Linked DNA regions of Rattus norvegicus: region 2 is linked to region 1. The links are chromatin contacts, called in public Hi-C maps. All regions are on one chromosome and are shown on one strand. The core of a region is the stretch at or near the end of the contact, and the rest is flanking DNA. Distances in the headings are between cores, read along the strand shown. Region 1 has its middle 120 kb from the start of Lrig3. Region 2 has its middle 12 kb from the start of Lrig3.

Region 1 (6,992 bases), core at 2,800-5,299:
GCAGATCTAGTGAAACATGAATATTTGTTTCTTGACACAGAGTTTCATATTTATTTAATACATGACTCTCCCTAGATATCATCTAATCTCTAACTGGTCTAACCTTCAAAGTGCAGTTTATGTAATTCTTACAGAAACATGTTATGTTAATATATATCTTAAAGCATGCGGGCATCTCATGTGGTTCTTACAAAAGCCCTCAAGAGAACTTAGCTTCTCTTTTAGAGGTGAAATAAATGAAGGATCAGACAAGCTAAGTAGTGTGCCAAATCTTCCCAGTCAGTAAAGTGTCAGCAGTATTGCATTCCTTCATGTTTTTAAACACTCAACCCTGCTGCTGACTTGAAACAGTCAGATAATTCAGTTGTTGTGTTTTATAGAAGAGTCTGGCAACTGAAGAATCATATCAAGAACATGGTCGTGGGGACTAAGAGCACTGACTGCTCTTCCAGAGGTCCTGAGTTCAATTCCTGGCAACCACATGGTGGTTCACAACCATCTCTAATGGGATCACATGCCCCCTTCTGGTGCGTCTGAAGAGTTCGACAGTGTACTCAAATACATAAAACAAACAAATCACTTAGCTGCTTCCCTCTCACCTCTTTGCAGAGATGGGGACAATGAGATGACTGAACCCAACCTTAGGCCCTTCAGTTCATAAGTGACCTCAGTGACATATGACCTCAGAGACATAAGAGCTCCCATATCATACCCCGGCTCACAGGATGCAGAGGACCTGGGCAAAGGCCTGGCTCTGTATGACCTCTGTACACAGGCTCTTTATTTGGTTTCTGGGCATGGTGATGCAGGCTGGTGACCCCAGCTCTTAGGAGGTTGAAGCAGGAGGATGTCAAGGTCATCCCCAGTTACCCGGTAAATGACCAGACTGAACCACAGGAGCGTTCCAGGAAATGAAAAGCAAAGAGAGATCCACTCTCAGCAGTGTACTCATACAAATAAAATAAATAAATTAAAAAAAAAAAAAAAAAAGAACAGGGTCACCATAAAGTCACATTTGGAAATGGATGTATTTTAAGGAGATTGAAAAGATTCATTCTAAGCTCTATTCAAAAATTTAGTTACAATAGTAGGCATTTAAGCTAATCAGTAAAAAGTAGTTGGTCATTTTCTTGTTGTTACAAAACAAAGGACTTGTTCTGCTGACTTCAAGTACCAGGTAACTCAAAGAAGCATCGGCATTAGTTAGGGTTTTTGTTGAGCACGGGTGAAACGTATATTCCTCCACTAATTAATTACTTCTTTCATTCATTAACATTTGCTGCAGTAATGATCACAAAGGAAAACGTGAGATACTTCTGCGAATAAGGCCACAGCAAAAGCAGAGGTGGCCAGTCCAGCCTCCCTGTACCAAGGATCGGACTTCCTGCCATCCTGCGATCGCTCCACAGGGCAGTCATTTAGCAGCATCGAGGTTTCCATTCACCCAGGAGAAGGAGACAATATGTTCAGTTTGAGTTTTGATAGTCCTCGGTGTTACTTCATGCTCTTTCAACATGGCTATGTGTGGGTGCGTGACTAATTGGCATTTATTTTATTTTTTATTATTTAAGAAGCCCTTCTCTTCTTCTTTTTTTAACTCCATATTGGGCTTGCTTTCTTGTTTCCCCAAAGATCAGTTTACCAGCAACTTGACACAAGTTGTCACTGAACATATTTCTCATATAGACCCTCTTAGACAAAGTGATTTTTTTAAAAATTTGTTTTCAAGAGGAGGGATTATGTAACTAGATGCCTCTCTGTTCTTTCTTCTGCTTAAATGTATTTTAAAATCATTCTATGATAGTGTTAGTTATTAACATGGGAATTGTTCTGCTGTACATAAAATAAAGTGTGATTTTAAGAATTTAAAATATATAATAAAAAGTAAGGAAAAGTAAAATAGTTTTGTTCTGCATCCTACGTCGAATGATAAAGATGAACAATCAATGAAGTCGTATTAGAAATTACTTCCATATTGTGGCTCTGGAGGTTTGGAATTTGTTTTTCTTTAAGGAGCATTATATTTGCATTTGTTTGTTTGTTGTCTCTCTCTGTATGTGATACTAAGTACATGTATTTGCATTATGTGTGTGAAGGAACTGGGGGCCATCAGAGAGGTGTCAGATACACCGTTACTGTAGTTAGAGATGATTGGGAGCTGTCATTTGGGTGCTGGGAACTGAACCCAGGTCCTCTGCAAGAGCAACCAGTGCTCTTAATTGCTGAGCCACCATATCTCCGCACCCTAGAATTTGACTTATTAAGGACATGAAGCGAATATTTGGCCCATATGCCATGTTAAACTACGGACCTAGACAAAACCAGAGCTGTCCAAGTTAGCCAAATGAACGCCTGCCAAGGGCAGAGGGCAGTGTATCTCAGCTACTCCAGAAGGTGAGGTCACTTGAGCTCAGAAGGTGGGGACCAGCATGGGTACCATAGCAAGACACCATTTCAAAAGAAAGAAAAAAGAAAGAAGGAGAGAGGGGAGGAGGGGGAGGGGAGAGAGAGCCTGAGCTAAACAGAGATCCATGTTGCTCACTTTCAACCCAGCTCATCTTGCTGGCTCAAAGCATCTTTTGCTTTCCTGAACTCTCCTCTGCCTCTCTGGTAGAAACTGGCTCCTGTCCAGGGAGGAACTGAATCCACCACAGCAGGACATGCAGGGAAAAAAAACAAAGTCTGAGGCAAGTCCTCACCTGCCTCAGGAAGCAGTGTCTTTGTCCACGTGCTCAGGATCCAGGCTCTTCTCCTCCATGTTCCGGACCCAGGCTATCCAGGCTCTTCTCCTCCCTGTGAATTCTTCCCAAGCGTTTATCGCTGATGTGAGAATTCTGCTTTCCCACTCTTGGCCATGAAACAACCCGGTTTTGGTTGGGCAGATCAGGCTATCTTTGAGGTTTTTCATGAACAGGAAATTTTACCTGTGGCAGTGGAAGATTCTTTTCCACACAGTACTCGTGGTTGGCTGGATGTATGTAACACTGTATAAACCAAAAGCGGGTAAGAAAACATGCCCACGACCCAGCACAACACTCTCTTTTTTTATGAGAGGATATTTCTCCTTTGACTATAACTTTAATTAAACTCTATTAACTTTAATTTAATTTAAGCTGTTTAAATAGTTCAGATGCTATTAAATGCAAAGAACACATTTTTTTAAAAGGTATTTAGTTTCTGGGCATTTTCCCTCGATCTCACACAGTTTTAATTATGCTCCACTTATTGTTAAGTATATCATAAAATAAAATATAATGTAAAGATCACATTAGTCGCCATAAGTAAACTTGAGGCCAAGCCATGAACTAGCCTAAATCAGAGGTACAATAAAGAAGCCAAGGGCATTGGACATCTTCAGACTTGGACCTCTGCGGATGCTGAGCAAATATCATTGTATTCTTCTATACACCCATAAAAATCAAGAGTGGGCATTTCTATGTACCACGAGCCATTATATAATATTCCCATCCGATTATGTTATTTTTTTTGTCTTTTTTCCCTCTGCTGTATTTTAATGTCTTTTCTCCAAAGCGGAGCCTCTCTGTATCTAGAGTAATTCTCCTAAGCTTGCCAAGTCATATATTTTCCTTTCATAATTACTTGGGTAATTGCAGCACCCTGGCACATATTAGTAACTAGGGAAACAGAGCTATTTAATTATATCCTAATGAACATTTGCAATTATATAATTTTTAAAATCCATAGAAAATTAAGAAAAGGCTCTCCATTAAGCAGAGCACTGCCTGAATTTCATTTTCAAGAATCTTCAACTAAGTCGACTCTCTCTAAAAATACAGTTTCCATGTCATAAATGCTATATACTTTAACCTTTGGAACACAGAGCCTGCATTTCTTTGGAAGCAATTCTGGACGTATTCAAGTTCATTTTTCCCCTGCTATGGCTCACTAACAGATGTTTTATTAAACTTTTTTTCTAATTTGCAGTACAAACTCGTTAATGAGAATTTGCTCAAATATCTCCTGGGACGTTGTATTTACCTTCTGTTCTGATGCCGAACAGTGCTAATGATTAACAGGTACCACTGAACCTGCTAATGTGTGCAAGGCACTCTTGAAAATTTGACAAAGAATATAACGTTTGAGTTAAACTTTACTTTTGTACATAGGGTGCCAACCTAAAGTAATGGACATAGCAATTCTACATGAAGAAAATGGCGTCGCTGGACTCTAATATAAGAACTGTCCACCAAGTAGAGGGTTCCACGCACTCAATAGCTAGGTAACTGATCCAGTTATGTACTCAGGTGGTGGCGGGGTAGGCTGTGGGGGGAGGGAACAGTCCAGGCCACATTCCATAGCTGGCACTTTGACCTTTGACACTTTCAGCTCCACAAGCTGGATCTCTTTGACTTTGTACCTGAACTTTCCCTTCTGCCCAGCCACTTTTGATTGACAAGAAAAAAAGTGGTTGGTCAGTTCCCAGAGGCTTTCGTGTTGGCCCAAACTATCAACTCTTTGTCTTACAGTTCATGGGGAAGTAGTCCTCACCTCAGCTTTTCAAGACAGAGTAGTCCGGCTCAGGCGCCAGTCATCCAAGGCTCAGTGCAGGGATGGTTAGAGACAGGTACATAGGTCATGGGGATTAGTTAGTGACAGACATTTGAAAGGGTCCATTAAGAATTAGAATGTCCCAAAAGTACAACAATGTCAAGCAACCAGAGCTTCCAGGGACTAAGCCACTACCTAAATACTATACATGGACTGACCCTGGACTCTGACCCCATAGGTAGCAATGAATATCCTAGTAAGAGCACCAGTGGAAGGGGAAGCCCTGGGTCCTGCTAAGACTGAACCCCCAGTGAACTAGACTATGGGGGGAGGGCGGCAATGGGGGGAGGGTTGGGAGGGGGACTCCCATAAGGAAGGGGAGGGGGGAGGGGGATGTTTGCCCGGAAACCGGGAAAGGGAATAACACTTGAAATGTATATAAGAAATACTCAAGTTAAAAAAAAAAGAATTAGAATGTCCTTCTGATGACTGCAGGAACTACCTACCGATCTCCTCAAAGGTGGGGGTTACCTTGAGCATTCAGAAGTTCACAGCAAACCACCTGATGGCAGATAAAAGTTAGTCTTTACCGGTAAGGTAATAATCATGAAAATTGTTGTGCTCGTGTAGCTAACCAGCAAGAGCACCTGAGAAAGGTAAAATATAAATATCTCAACAAAACCTTTTTGATATTGTGTTTTTGGGGGAAACAATATATTCAAATAATATAATGTTGCAAAACCAAATAAAGGTGATTTGAATATATCATAAAAAGAAAACTACCATATTCAAGATGATTCCATGATTTCTTTTCTACTTTATACTATTAATTTTAATCTTAAAAAAGAAAGAAAGAAATCAGTGGGCCTTATGTATGTGAGCGCAGACCTATCTTTCAGACTCTGAAGGACTACTTCCTGAATCTGTGGCTTTATTCCATGGGCCCCCAGGGACACATAGGACATGGAATGAAAGCCAAATGATAATGAAACATGCAAACAGACACTTAACATGCAAAGACCACAACACACATACATTCTTCAGCTCTCAGAAGCACTCTGTGGGATTTATGCTATCATGCTTTTGGTTTTTGTGTGAGGAGATGAACTTGCAAGGAGTAAAGAATTTCCCCTGGATACAGAGCTATCTGTGGCAAAGCCAGGGTTCAAGGTCGAGCCTCTTTGTCTTGAGGGTCTCTATAACTAGGTAGTGATGTTGCTTGGGTACCAGAAATGTGTCTGCACATTTGGTGAGAAAGTTCAGGGTGGCCAAATGAAACACTGGACTCAAAGCCACCACCGCTCTCCTCAGGTGGGGCTGGTTGATGTGTCCACTGTGCTGGTCTACCCTTCCCCCATGCTAACCTTGACGTGCGGAGGAAGGGAACAAGGAAGAAAAGATTTCATTTCCATTTCCAGTAACAACCACTGAGTTCATCTTTAGGCTGAGCTCTTGGGGGTTTCCCCCATCAACACAGTGCTTTAAAGTGAGCCTCCTGCAGCACCGCGGCTGCTCAGACACCAAACACAGCACAGCCTTACCTCCTTCCGTACAAGACCCCTTCTCGTTACTAATCTGCTTTGTCTGAGTGGAAGCAAGGGTAGTCACAAGTTTCAGTTACAATAAATTATAACAGCTTCAATGGAAATAATGCAGATGAGAAACAATTAAAATGCTGCATGAGTTAGGAAGGAAGAAGGTATTATCTTATTGGGTCAGTAGACTTTTTGATATAAAAAATATGTTGGCATACTTTCTAGATATTAATAGCAGTTGCGCTTGAAGAAAGTAAATTTGATGAGGAAATAATGTTCAGACTGAAGGACTAATGCTCCTTCATCATCTAAACCAGGACATAGAGTAAAGGAAGCAGTTTCTCATAATTATACCAACACGACAGGCAAGACTGGGATTGACCTAGGTAAACCATGAGAAGGATAGCCTAATGGTTTGCTTCATCGGAAGGGGGAAACAATGAAACCTAAAGTTATAGGAATAAACAGAGTATATTATAGAGGACACTGTGTGGCAGGCAGCATTTTACAAAGTCTGGTCTTTGATATTCGAGAATACTTCAGTGAAGATATAAGCAGACCTGTTTTTCAGAGAAATGAATTTGACAGGAGAGAGGGAGACGAAGGGTGGAGGGCAAGCCTGGGAAACACTGAGTGTATCCACACCATTGCTTCTCTCAGTAAGCCTTGCTTTGAGAAAGCCTTTCTTGCTCACTGTATAAATAAGGACAGCTCTAAGCGGTATGTATTCTTATTGTTCCTGGGCACATCTGATAAAAGCAAGGGAAGACAAAAGACTTTTGCTCCTCCAACAGGATGTTTTCCTCTCAGAACCTTGGACTAGGGACAAGAGATTGAGCTGTTGAGCTATGGGAATCCATCCTTCTGAAATGCTTGAGGTGAACGTTGAGCTGGAGGACAGGGGATGGATTTAGTATGGGATTTCTGTGAGGAGGAAGAAGAGTTCGG
Region 2 (6,899 bases), core at 3,363-5,862, 110 kb before region 1:
CAAGAGTCTCAGGCTGGCTCACTTTTCTGGTGTCCGAGGTTTTCCTTCAAGCTGTTACCCAGAAGTGTCCGTACTGTGTCCCTTAATTAGGAGACTCTTCCTAATTAATTGATAATTAAACCACATTGGGAGTTAATCACTGATCAAATTCAAGATCAGGGCTGGGAGTATGGTAGCAGTTTGGCACTGTTCAGTGCGCGTGAGACCCTGGGTTTGATCCTAGTACTGTAAAAATCCAACCCGGGAACCAAAAGCCCAGTATTATTTTCAAAAGGTGTGGGTTACCTGGTTCAAATTGTAAGGTTAACTTTTTTGTTGTTGTTGTTTTTACTCTGGACTTAAGTTAGTCAGCACAAATGATTCCTACAAGAAATAATATAGCCACTATGAAAGTGAGCCTTCTAGAATTCTAAAACAAACAGATACACATGTGCTAATACCACAGGAGAAACACAACCACACTGTTGTGGGCTGGAGGCACAACCACACTGGGTTAAACGTCATAAATTCATTTTTATTGTCTAATATTATGTGCCTTCATCTATATTTGAATCTGTGCACCAAAGGGCTTCATATGAACATATATTGATTTTCCATATTTAATATTTATATATATTAAAAGTGAAGCTTATTTGAGCATTTGATCCTGGCATAAAAGTATATTGTTTGGATAGTTTTAGCAGTAGGATTAGAGTCAGGACTTCACTCTGGTAAAAATGTGTTCTACCACCGAGACATTACTCAAGTCCTAGTGGCAGTGCCCATGTTTTTAAAAAGCGAGGGGATCCCTTTACAACTTGAATTTGAAAGAGATATTTATTTGTGGTGATCAAAGGAGACGTAAATAATTAATTACATCAAATGCCCACAGACCTGTCCCCAAAGAATTCAAGAACCTTGGCAGGAGCTGAGTGTTTCCCTGAAGTCTGGCTGATCACAATATGTTGCGGGAAATAAGAAAATAGGAAACACCATCCCATGCTAACACTGGCTACTCTCCAGCCCCAGCGGTCTGGCTGCCTCCATGGCTAGCCCCACGCAGGACAGCCCATCTCACACAGTTAGCTGTCACAAATCCCTGTAACCCAGTAAAATCAAAACTCTAAAGGTTTGTAATTTATCAGTCAGATTTATATTAGTAAATTCTCAACCCATAAAACGCCCAAACAAAGAACTGAGAGCCAACTGATATTGATATAAGCTGCCCACTTAGTTTGGACAAGTTGTCCTGTAATAACCCACCCCCTTATAAGATATTCATAGCTACCTGTGGCTATTTAAAGCCACATGTATCTGGGTCGCCCTTCTCTTCCTCCTCCTTCCTTCCTTCTCCCTTTTCTCCTATCTCTCCTGCTATTAAAAAACTCTCAGCCCGCCCTCCTTTTCTACTGTCCAATCACAGGCTCTAGCCTTGTCTTTCACCTACCCTCACCTGCTTACAGACAGCGATACTGTTGCCTTAGGAAGAAAACACCACAGAATTCTGGGTCTTCCCTGCAGGCCTGGGTCATTTCCTGTAACATCAGTGCGAGTACATAGAGCTGCCTCAAGGTGCGGGTGGGACTCTGGATCTCCTTAGACGAGAAAGGTGACAACCAGGTTGGGCACATTTGAACCCCCTGACTGTGGCTACAAAGGCACTTTTACAAGATTTTTTCCAGAGGCGTTTAGGAAAGCAGCTTCTGGTAAAACCATTCAAATGTAGGCTGTCCATTTAAAAATGGCTTAGATATCCTAAAGCAGTTCGTATTTGGTGAGGACGCTGGTGTCTCAAGACACAGTTTGCATATCTAAATCGGAGATTAGGAGTCACCAACTCCTGTAAATCCCAATATTTTTCAAGAATCAGAGGCTTAGGACAGTGTCTCTTTGAAACGGCTTTCACTTCTCACCCTGGCTTGTTAAGCCGTGGGACAGAGAGCACAGGGCACAACCGAAGATCTCACAGATGACGGCTTTTCCTGTGGGCCTCGGGTGCTTCCAACATCAGACAGAGGAAGTGTCTCAAACACAAACAGCATCTGACTCCTCCAGTCTTCTGTGAGAGATTCTATGTGGAGAGTTCAGGGACCTGGAACACTTGAGGCATGGCGTCTCCTTCTCTGTAGACCTGAGATTTCTTTTGAGGGGTGACAGATGGTGCTCTCAACTGTGCTGTGCGCTCCTGAAGCTCCTCTCTCTTCTCACCCAGCTCGGTCAAGAATGTAGATAAATTGGAAGAAGTAAAGAAAGGACACACAGTCGTTCTATCTTAACTACAGTAGCCTCGAACCAGTGTGGGAATCTGGGCGGAAAAGCATATGGAAGGTTATTTTCCAATATGATTATTGGAAATCCCCTTCGTCATATATTTATGTGCTAAATAACTATAAGAAAATTGCTGTGGTACAAACTAATTTGCTCCATCAGTCAACGCCAAAGAGTTAGGTACCTCCGTAGGCCACTGCATCCAATTGTCTATTACGTGAATGGCAAACAGAAGTGCTCATTTTAAAAGTGTGGCAAATATATAGGTCAGGAGATCCTGGTGTGTGCTTTCCAATACTTTCCAGTGTGTGTGTGTGTGTGTGTGTGTGTGTGTGTGTGTGTGTGTGTATCTTGCTCCGTTTATTTATTTAGTCACTTACTTATGGACTTTTACCCATAGGCAATTATATAAACCTATATACTGATTTTTAGTCTTTTTTCCCCCACATCTCATTATACCTTCCTGTCCATCCTGCTCTCTTCCACTGAAACCCTTCTTCCTAACACATCTTCCTCCCATGTTCAGTTTTGTTTTTTTTTTTAAATGTGTGTGTTGAAGGTATGAAAGGCAAAGAGGGAGAGGACTGGGTTCAAGTCAAATTGCTCCCATGAGCATGTGTGGGAGGTTATCTAATAGGGCCTGAGCAACTTGTCAACAGCTACAACTTGGAAAAAATCACAACCTCTTTCCTCCCAGCAACCATTAACACCCAACAGTTCCCGGAGAAGTGGTTGTGGGGGGCACTCACGAGCCCTTTCCCTTTCCATGACAAAATGTTGGAAATGTTGACTTGTCTAACACTGTCCACCACTGTTATGACCTGTGTTCTGATCACAGTGCACTACCCCATGCTCTGGCACTGACAGATTCTGTCATCCCTGAGCCTCTGAAGGGATGGTATGGATGATGCGTGTGCTGGCTTCTTACTAGAGATGTGCTGTGTGCCTTAGTTACCTATACTCTGGAAGCCAGGTCCTGTCAACCTCTGAATACTCAGCCTCAAGAGGTTGTATGTAGTATTGTACAGAGACTCCCTCTTTTACCATAACTCTCACCCACATGCTTCCCATTCCATCACAGTTTGCCGCTCACCTCTCACAGCGGGGAGTCCTGTTAGCTCTGCTTTTAAAATATATGCAGATTCTAGCCAGCTGTTACACAGCTGCGTACTCTCACCACCCAAGTCCAGCAGCCATATATTTCAACTGAGCTAACCTGGAAGTCTCTTGATCCACTGCTGGTGCTGCTGTGAAATCCCTGTAACTTCACAGAACAACCCACATCTCCGTCTCCAAACAGATCCCCCCACGTCCCTGCTCATTATCCTCCGATGGCACTCTCACATGTAGGATTGTCATACAGGTGAAGGCAGGAACAAGATAGAATGAGGCCTGTCATTGGATGAGGAGGAACAATGGGCGGGAGAAAAGTCTGAAGGAAGAGTAAGAGACTGGAACGGAAGAGACTGGAGACAGGAAGAGACTGCAGGAGAAGCCTTGGAGGGAACATGGAGGCTGACGTTAAGATTCCACTCTGTGTATTTACAGATTGTTTTGAATGTTCTTAAGGGAGGGACGTGTATAGGGCCTTGTATATTTAGGTGGGCAATTATATCTTATCAACTGGATCAGAGGTTATTGTGTTGTATGTTCTTTCATGTAGCGATTTAAGTTTAAGAAAATGGGTGGCGGCTAGAGACACTGGGCCACCACGGAATCAGGATGTGTATTTCTGCTAAGATATCTAGCAGATATCTTGGGGCACTGCGGTGCTGGACCTAGTGGGGGTAAAAGACAGCCTTTTATTTTTTTATAATTTTACAGCAACAGTCACACTTGCAACAAATTCCACAGGCTTCATGGTGATCTATCAGGTTCCCTCGGGAACCTTGCCATGGCAAAACCCTTGGTTTCCTTTCCTTTCATTTCTAGAACATGCCAAGATCATTTCTACCCAAGATAAGTTTCTATTGCTTTCTACACGGTCTCCTGATAGCCTCTGGTTTCATTGTTTCCTCAGGAGGGTCCCTGATCAAACTTTCTCCTGGAAACTCATCTCCTCTCCCTCCACTCCCTACAAGGCAACCAACCTGTAGTTCATACCCTACTTAATTTTCTTTGCTTATTAGAGTTAACCGAAGGCACAGCACACGTCTGCATGTGTGGATGTATATTTTATTTCCTATGTCCTTGCTGGAGCGTAAGAAAAGGAGTAGGCATTTGGTCCTGTCTTCTTCTGAAACTTCATATCCAGAATGAAGGCTGTCCCTCTATTTGGCAAGACTTACATATTACCTGAATCCCTTCAGCTGGCACACAGAGCGCCCACTGGACACCTCCTACCAGTGCCTTGGTGAACTCAGGATCTTTGGCCTCTGCTCTGAGAGACCAGTCCTTCCTCACTCAGATGTGGCTGCTCTAAAGTATGGGCAATCCTGCCCGGAACACTTCTTTTCTTTAGCCATTTTCTCACACCCAAACAAAACTCCTGTTTGAGGATGGACGGCAAATGCCATCTCGTTCTGATTCATTGAAAAGGGGTTTATTTTATCCTGAAGATAAACAGAAAGTTAATTTTGTCCTGTGGTACCTACTATGGTGACTTTCAGCTTATCCCGAGACAAATCAATACCAGAGAGTAAACAGCAGAGTTGACAGCCTCGGGGACTCCACACTCACAACTCTGCCTTCCTCTGTCAATGCAGTCTCCTGTCAGCCACTGTCCACCTGCTCTGCTCTGCCCTGTCTTTATAATTCCACCAGACTCCCGATGGACAGTAACTGAGGCTTTAGGGACCAGGAGCTTCTTACCCTCACATTTCCAGATGGAAAAACGTTTCCCTCCTTATTTTAACACGAAGTCTCATTACATAGCCCAGGGACCCCAAAGTCTCCATCACTGCCTTAGCCTCTCAACTGCTGAAACCACAGGAGTGTTCTACCATACCCAGAGGACAATGTCCTCACGGGAGAGGAACTCCTGTCTCCGAAAAGCTAAGGAACATCAACTTGTACTTTGGACCCAGGGGAAAGTTTTTTCCTATTACTGCCTTGAGATGTGCCTCACACCTAGCACGGCCTGCTTGCTCAAGGGCCGTGGGCTTACCTGTGTGGGGACAAGTGTCCTGAAATGAACCAAAAGATAGGGAGAAAAAAGTTGAGGAGGTGAACATGGACCCGAGTGCCTGTGTTATGTTAATGCAGAAGCAGGGCCTCGTTACACATAGAATATCCTAGACGGTGACAACACAGATGCACACGAGTGAAACTGGGAAACCTCCAGTTTCCCCTCCTGACCTTAAAAATCAGTCAGGGGATAATTTTAATTGAGAAGCAACTGTTTTCCCACATTCGAATTCTATTTGAAATTCAGCAATGATGTCACTGAGGTAGATTAAAGTCACTGGGACTTTAATCGACGGCTGCTTCACCACAGCTGTGGGCAATGTGTTCCATAAAGAAGACTCAGCTATGTCAAGACCTCTCCCTTAACTCTTCCCAGGCACTGAAAAAAAAATATGGATGCGAAAGTCACCAACCCTCAAAGCCAGGACTTCATGTGTTTTTTAGTTGACAAGTAAATACTGAGTTCTTGCATGTTGCCGTCACATCTGGTGGAAGTCTAGAGCACGATGTACGATAAGCCAGACTACAAATTAAACTAGGGGGATGGGTGGTGGTCAAAGGCAGTGAGGGTGGTTTTCTGGTTTGAAATAAAAGCATAGGCTCCCTGTGTGTGTTTGAATTTTAAATACTCGAAGAAAAATAGCCCAGGTCAAAGGTAGGAGTACATTTTTCATTAAACATTTTAAAGCGTCGCCTGCTCTTATTTGGGTTGGATTAAAGCAAATCATTGGCTTTCCAGTAACCCGGGTCAGGGCTGGCCCAGCGGAGGGTATGGCTCTGTGCCCAGCAGACCCAGTCTGCAGGAGAACAGCCTTGGTGGCCCTCTTCGCAGGTGTTCTCCAGCACAGAGCTCAAGTCTCTCCTTGTGGGGTCTCCGTGATTCACTGTTGAATTTTCACTGAAGAGAGAAATTTCCCAGGGAAGGGGGAAAAAAATGGCACAGCAATTGGCACCAGAAAATGAACAGTCGTGTTTGGTGTGAGGTGAGATCCTTTCTTCTCTTCTGACTCCTTCGGCTGTGTGAGATCTGTAGCTACTTCAGGTTGTGTGAGGGACATCTTTCTGGGTCCTGCTTGGCAACCCTCCTCCCAGTGTTCACTGCAGAGTGCGTTCTTGGGTTAAGGAAGAAACATGGGGGACTGATGGCTAAAGGTCCGAGAGCTAATGTGGGTGAGACTTTGCTGTCTGCTCCTCGCTGTTACTGAGACGATACTAAGACTGTTTCCAAGTTAATTATCGTCTGTAAAGCCCAATCTCCAGTCTGTGAGCCCAAGTGCCTAGCGCACCTAAAGGCTGTATGCAGGTGTGTGCTTAGAGATGAACAAAAAGAGAAGGAGGAAAAGACTGAGAAGGTGACCATGAACCCGAGAGTCAGATCTGAAGTGTGATGCCTGGGTATTTTCAGGAAAAGGCACAGATCCTTGACCTATGAACTAGGATGTCTGTGCCGATGCCGAATCTCAGATATCGTGACTACTAGAGCAATTAACAGGCTGTGCACGAGTCTCTTTGCAATGCCGACTTAA

What was found. A called contact is a pair of places that touch in the nucleus more often than the background predicts.
Region 2: a contact with region 1 is called in a Hi-C map of liver, with 3 times the contacts expected there. The contact joins two enhancer-like sites. A contact is called at or near these places in 2 of 12 Hi-C or Micro-C datasets (kidney and liver).

The regions. Positions count from the first base shown.
Region 1 is chr7:63,580,333-63,587,324 of GRCr8, reverse strand. No RefSeq gene overlaps it. Among named protein-coding and RNA genes, the nearest start is that of Lrig3, 120 kb to the left of the region's middle. Within about 2 kb of position 4,049, at least 5 of the 93 cell types and tissues checked have an H3K27ac peak or open chromatin away from gene starts, as enhancers often do. A contact at or near this core is called in liver, where this site is marked.
Region 2 is chr7:63,686,419-63,693,317 of GRCr8, reverse strand. No RefSeq gene overlaps it. Among named protein-coding and RNA genes, the nearest start is that of Lrig3, 12 kb to the left of the region's middle. Within about 2 kb of position 4,612, at least 2 of the 93 cell types and tissues checked have an H3K27ac peak or open chromatin away from gene starts, as enhancers often do. A contact at or near this core is called in liver, where this site is marked.